2 separate regions of the Zea mays genome follow, and region 2 is linked to region 1. A link is a contact called in public Hi-C data. All regions are on one chromosome and are shown on one strand. Each heading gives the region's core, a stretch centred on a gene start, on an enhancer-like site or on the middle of the called end of the contact. The rest is flanking DNA. Distances are from core to core; before and after follow the strand shown.

Region 1 (3,244 bases), core at 182-2,681:
GGGAGAGGTGATTTGGCACGCGACGTGGTGGGCGCACGGGATCTGGAGGAAGGACTGAAGGAGCGTGGGAGGAAAGCGCTCGCCTGTTCGCTCGCACGGGGCTGAGAGCTGTTTTCTTTTTGTCTTAGTGCAACGATTCAACCAGGCGATGGACGGAGCACCCGCTCCCTTATTTCTCTGCCAGCAAGGATTTTTATAACATGGACATGTATATAACATACCTAGTACAATTTATTATACTTTCTCTTATGGAGAGGCCTGCCTCCATAAATTCATTTTAGGAAATTATCTCTATAAACCTATTTTAGAGGACTCACAGTTTTTTTGACGACATACATAAATAGAACTTTCTCAAAAAATACTTAGGGTCTGCTCGTTTTCTCTCCGATCCATATGGATTGGAGTGAATTGGTTGAGTTTCAATCCATAGCAAGTCAAAATCTATACTAATTTTTTCCAATCTGATCCAATTCATTTGATATAGGAATAACCGAACAAGGTCTTAGTTATATTTTAGGCGAAGGTTCAATTTCTTGACCACCTTTAGTAATGATTTCTATTAGCAATTGGACAATATCTGCCAAAAATATTTATGTAGTAGTGTTCTCTTCTTAGATCAGATGAAAATGACTATTTATAGTACAAGGATGCACAGTGTGTGAACTCTCTAATTTTTCCCTCTCTTTTCTTTAGTTTGTCCCGTTAGGACTAGTTCGGTAGACGCATTTTTTTCAAGAAATTTCTATTTTCTTAAAATAAATTAGTTTATACTTTCTAAAAAATTAAAATTCTTTTAAAAATAGAGTTGTCAAACTAGCCCTTAGTATTTTTTTGCAGTTGTAACCTCTTTGTTTACTCGCCCCCTGAATTTTACATCGTACATATCGCGATCCATTCCAATATAGAGCATGATATACGTGTTTTCAGAGAAAGAATTTACGGAAGCGTGGAAGAAGCAATCACTTCAAAGATAGGATGACCCGTTTCCTAATTCCTGACCGCGGTTGCAGCGAATTGTGATATCTAGAAAAGGATGCAATAATCATACATAAGTTTGAGTGAGTTTAGAAGGAATGGTATTATTAAAATATATGAGTCTATGTAGATATATTATATTAATATTTATATTTTATCGTAAATATTAGTATTTTTTATAGATTTAGTTAATTTTTAAAATTATTTAATATTTTAAAAGTGAGAATTATATATTTTTTAGAACGGATGTAATAAATTATATTATGCATCAACATCACCAAAATAATACGCGGTAAGGTTGGAGTACCACACACGTCAGTGCACTGCAGCCTGTAGTGCAGGCAAAGCCGCCTCGGCGACCGAGCGCTTGTTGCTCTAGTCGCGCCCTCTCGTGCGACGCGTGCTGCAGCCTGCAGCAGCTGCTCGCGAGCTATATACGCGCGCCTGTCCATCCCATTAGCCAACACGAAAGCCAATTCTCAGAAGCTACGGAAAAACTGGGACTGACTGACGGAACCGGCCAAGCTCCCCCGCCGCGCAGATAGAAAACAGCCAGGGCGCGGCGACGTACGACGTCGTCCATGTCGGTGGGCAGCAAGTCGAAGTCGCTGCCGGCGCGGCGCGGCAACGAGGGACGTGAGAACGGAGACGGCGCCGTGGCGAGGGAGAAGGGCGACTTGGCCGCGGGCGGCAGCGTCGGTAGCAGGAGCAGGAAGCAGAAGGCGGCGGCGCGGCGGTACGACCGCTCCTCCTCGGGGCTGGAGTTCAGCATCGGGCGTGGGCCTTTGAAGAACGTGGATGCCGGGAGGCTCAAGGGCCAGATCAAGAGGTGGGCGAAGGCCGTCGTGGCCTTCGCGCGCCAGATCAGCTTCGGCTCGCCGAGGTCCGTGCCCACGCCACGCAGCGGCCACGGCCAGGACACGCCGCGATCGGCCCCGTTGCTGGCGTCCAGTTCCTCCAGCCGCCTCGGTGCCGGTGGCGCCAAGGAAGGAGCCTCCGACGTCAGTGCTTGATGTATAAGAATTTCTTCGCCTACGACCTGTACAGGACTACGAGTACGAATTTACAATAGCATTAGATTCTAATTATTGTTTCTTTTTTTTCATTTTTCTTCGCAAACAAAAGAGTCTGTTTCGTTCTCGCCTAGATGCAGAGTACAAATGCACGCTACGACAGTACGACGTAGCATGAGGGTTTGTTTTATTCTTTCTTTTTTTCCTTTTCGGAAAACAAAAAAAATGTTTACTCTTCTCCTAGATAAAGACTCTAGACTCAAGGCTATCTCACCGTAGAACAAGAGTTTGATCTGTCTTTTTTTTTTCAATTTCCTTAAAAATAATAATGTGATTTGTTAGTTATAATATATGTCGATGCCGATTTAGTAGATGTTTGGTTTCTAGGGACTAATGTTTAGTTCCTTCATTTTATTCCATTTTAGTCTATAATATGTAAATATAGAAACTATATTTAGTAATTTTGGACTAAAATGGAATAAAATGTAGGGACTAAAATTAGCCCCTACAAACCAAACACCCCCTTAGGTGACAGCATATTAGTAAGTCCTCAAATGCCTCATGTCGATGCATGACCTTAAATGCAGCGAACAACGTAGTGGACCGATAAAAAAGGGAGTGATTGGTTGCTCCTGCTAAAGTTTAGCCCAGGTCACATCAAGCGTTTGACTTTTAAATAGGAGTATGAAATATAGACCCAACCAACTGGACTAGATTCGTCTCGTCTTTTAATCTTCGGCTGACAAATTAGTTTTATAATCCGACTACATTTAATATCCGGAACGGAGGTTCAAACATTCGATGGGACATGGGCTAAATTTTAGCGGGGTGTAACCAAACACCCCAAAATCGATGGAGAGAAGACTTGTCGGGTAGGTTGTTTTAGGATCGGCAAGGGAAGCTAAAAGTAGTGGACACTATTGAATCTCACCGAGAGATGTGTGAACAGTAATATAGAGAGGGGAGGCTAAAAGTACAGTAGATTGATTTTTGATAAATGAAAGTCGAGATACCCGATTGAGAGTGATTCTCTCATATATATGGGGATGGTCTTATTCTAATAGAAACAACCCCAAAAATTATTTTGCAAGTTTGTCATGTTAAAATTTGATTTGGAAATAAATCAGTTTAGAGCCTCGGCATTTCCTAGGCTGGCCTGTCGAACCGGTCCGGTGGTACACCGGACCGCGTGTGAAGGCTGAGCCTCAGCCTTTTCCAGGATGGCACACCAGACCATCTACGCAGAGAGGATGTAA
Region 2 (3,437 bases), core at 178-2,677, 180 kb before region 1:
AATACACACAAGAGCTGCGGATCATTATATTAAAAATTTAAGAAGAAAGAAAAAAAAGGTGAGGAAGAACCCTTACAAACAAAAAGCCATCCCGACTTCTATTTGTATCATGCTTTAGAACTTGATTCCTAAAATAGCAGATGCATTTTTGGAAAGTTTTGTTGTTTATGCTTCTTTTTTTGTATGTTTTATGTCACAGAAGTGCCCCCTGTGCTCAAGTATCTGCATACGCTTGGAATGGTCTACAGAGGCCTGAAGCCGCAGTACCTCGTTGTGAGGCAATACAACCATGGCATGCTCGTCTTCCTCAGAGGAGGAAGCCACATCGCGCTCTCTGGTATTGTGTGTAGAAAGATATCATGATTGTTATTTGCAGACAGAAGATTGGGTAGTGAGAAGCTGAGTTTTCTGTGGGAGATAGTGATGGGGGGGGGGGCTGCGGCTTATCCTGTTGTTGCTACAATAACAAGGTGAAAAAATAGTCACATGCATGTGCATTGCTACGGTTTCTATGTATCACATGGGTAGATTTTGTTTTAACAAAACACAAAAAAAATGTGTGTTATGTTGATTAAGTGGCCGTGAATGTGCATAATTTTACCTTATTTTTACATAGAGGGTGACGCACGACGGATGTAGAATCATGGAAACTGGTGATTTATATAGTAGAGAAATAGCAGCCTCAATGAATGTTGGCTGTACTGAACACACTTGTGTATAGAGATTCCATATTTCCAATCATCATTCCAAACAACACTGAAACTGATTCTAACAAAAGGATTCCATGTACATGTAAACAAGAAATTTTAATTGAACACATTTCTGAGTAATTCATTTCTTGTTGAATCTAATTTAATACCTAGAATCTAATTCCTAGAATGGGTTTCGATCCTAGGGATGCAGACAGGCCCTATAACAGTTTTTAGTTCCAAATGTCCAAATGGTTTGCTTGGCTTGAACAAATTCTTCCAGTGCTATATGAACCCCGATAGCCATAAACAAAATACTACGGTATCCCATCAAACTTTGCATCCTCAAATCGATACGTAACCCAAAACACAAAACCCTAGGTGAGTAGTGCAAGGGTTTTTACCGATTAATGTCCGCGATGTTGGTGGGCGCCCCATCTTGCCTCCCTTTGTTCTTCTTCCCTTTGTTCCTCCTCTTCTTCCTCTTCTTCTTTCCATCCGGTCCGTCCTTCTCCGCCTGCCTAACACCTCCGGCGGATCCTCCAGTTGCAGCGGAGACCTCAGCTGCTCGGGCTTCCTCCGTATCCGAGTCGGCGTCGGCCATCTCAACGTCATCGCCGTCGTAATTTAGGGTTTCCTCGCCTATAGCGGCGTCGCCCAGGGCGCATTCGCTTCCGCCCATACCGAGCCCCACCACTGGATGCGGTCTAGCCTCTCGTTCTCGCGAGGAAGGAAAGGAAAGCAGCGCAAGAGGGGGCGAAAAGAGAGAGGACAGAGCAGCCTAAAAGCCGGCTCAAATTCACAGAATCACAGGTCTTTGGCTACGAATGAAAACAATGGCACGGATACAACTGGATACACCGAATACATGATCATTCTGTATTCTATTGTAATGTATTTCTCTCAGATACATGAACGGATACAGATAGTTAAGATTCGTGACGGATACAGAACAGGACCGGGAAATAATCTGGACGGGTAAGAAACGGATAACAGATACTACTCGAGTAGTTACCGGATAATTGTTGGGTAGTTCGTCCCGATGATATTAATTGTCTAATCATCCAACAAACACATAAATTAATCAATACATAATCATGTATATGATAGATCAAATGTAGGAAAGGAAAGCGATAAAATTGACATCATGCAGTTCAAAGTTACTAATCACAAGGACATTATAGAATCAGCATCACAATATTAAAAATTCATAAAATATTTTAGTTTCACTCAAAAATTGCAAATGAGTTAAAAAACTAATAAACATTTTATACGAAGATAACTCAAGTCTACATATAAAAATGATGAAGTAGAATAATAATTATGTTGAAAATTGGATACTTACAGTGATTTCACATGTAACTCATACAAATAAGTGAAAGTGAAATGGAAGAGGAGCATCTTATAGATCTTATGATCCAAAAGATTTTTATAGTTATATATGGACATATGTTATGCCTCCGTAAAATTCCACGATGTTTTGAGGCTATTTATGTATTATTAATTGTTTGTCATAGAAAATCATCAAAGTACAATTAAATCCATAAAATATTGTAGCGTCAACCAAAAATTGCAAATAGATTACCAATACTGATAAATAGTCTATAAAAAGATAACCTTAAGTTCACAAGTGAAGATAACCTTAAGCCCCCAACCCCATAAAATGATAGTCTATTAATTTGATATAAATTTGGACATTATTTCAATGATTTTGGCTTAAAGATATGTTTAAATAAAAAAAATGATGTACTAAAAAGTTATAGATCTCTTTGAGCTCTACAATTTTCATATAAACTTTATCTTCATCTGATTTCATATGTAAAAGTTATGATTTTATAACTATATTATGCAGAAAACGGGTGTCGTATTCGACCCGAATATCCGGGTATTTACCAAGTAGTTCTCGCTTCGTATCCGACTCGAATCCGAAGTTGTGGTATTCGGGTATTACTCGTATTCGTCCTGAATATAAAATATACCTGAATCTGTATCAGAAAAAACCGAGTATTTACACTATTCATATCTAGTACCCGACGTGTATATCCGACCCGTTTTCACCCCTATCTTTGGCGAGTGAGAGTGGGGGGAGGGGCTCTTGCGAGAGAGAGCGGCATGAGGCGGCGGAGTGTTTAGGAGCCAGCCACAATATAGGAACACAATATAGGAGGGGATTTAATGATTTTAAAATTTTCTTGTTATCTCTACTGCTTATTAAGGCTACAAGGTAGCTTGTCATTTCGTGTTCTGCCACCATTTTCTGTTCTGTCATTTTCATTCCTTGTTCTGACTTTCCCATTCCCCTTCCTGACATTCTCATTTCTTGTTCTACCCTTCCCATTCCTCCCTCCCCGCAAAACTCATTCACATTCCCCCGTATAGCACACGTCTAGCTAAAATTTAAAAACACACATAGCCCCAAGGGGATTCGAACACGTAACCCCTTGTTCTGACTTTCCCATTCCCCCTCCTGACATTCTCATTTCTTGTTCTACCCTTCCCATTCTTCCTTCCCCGCAAAACTCATTCACATTCCCCCGTATAGCCCACGTCTAGCTAAAATTTAAAAACACACATAGCCCCAAGGGGATTCGAACATGTAACCCATCAGGAAAATGCGAGCAGTAGCTACCGCTACACCACATTTATGTTTATGTCTACATCTATGACAGGAAAAATATCTACTATATCTCTCCTCAAGCCCACCTACTACCCTTGCACAATGTGTAGTAGTAGATAAGTATCACTGAG

What was found. A called contact is a pair of places that touch in the nucleus more often than the background predicts.
Region 2: a contact with region 1 is called in a Hi-C map of leaf, with 3 times the contacts expected there. The contact joins the promoter of LOC100278489 here to the promoter of LOC103636006 in region 1. A contact is called at or near these places in 2 of 25 Hi-C or Micro-C datasets (ear and leaf).

The regions. Positions count from the first base shown.
Region 1 is chr8:140,981,330-140,984,573 of Zm-B73-REFERENCE-NAM-5.0, reverse strand. It overlaps LOC103636006, which reads left to right and starts at 1,431. Exons shown (of 1, transcript NM_001365031.1): 1 at 1,431-2,229. The coding sequence starts at 1,557. The coding sequence ends at 1,988.
Region 2 is chr8:141,156,386-141,159,822 of Zm-B73-REFERENCE-NAM-5.0, reverse strand. It overlaps LOC100278489, which reads right to left and starts at 1,427. Exons shown (of 4, transcript NM_001151751.2): 1 at 1,094-1,427. The coding sequence starts at 1,371.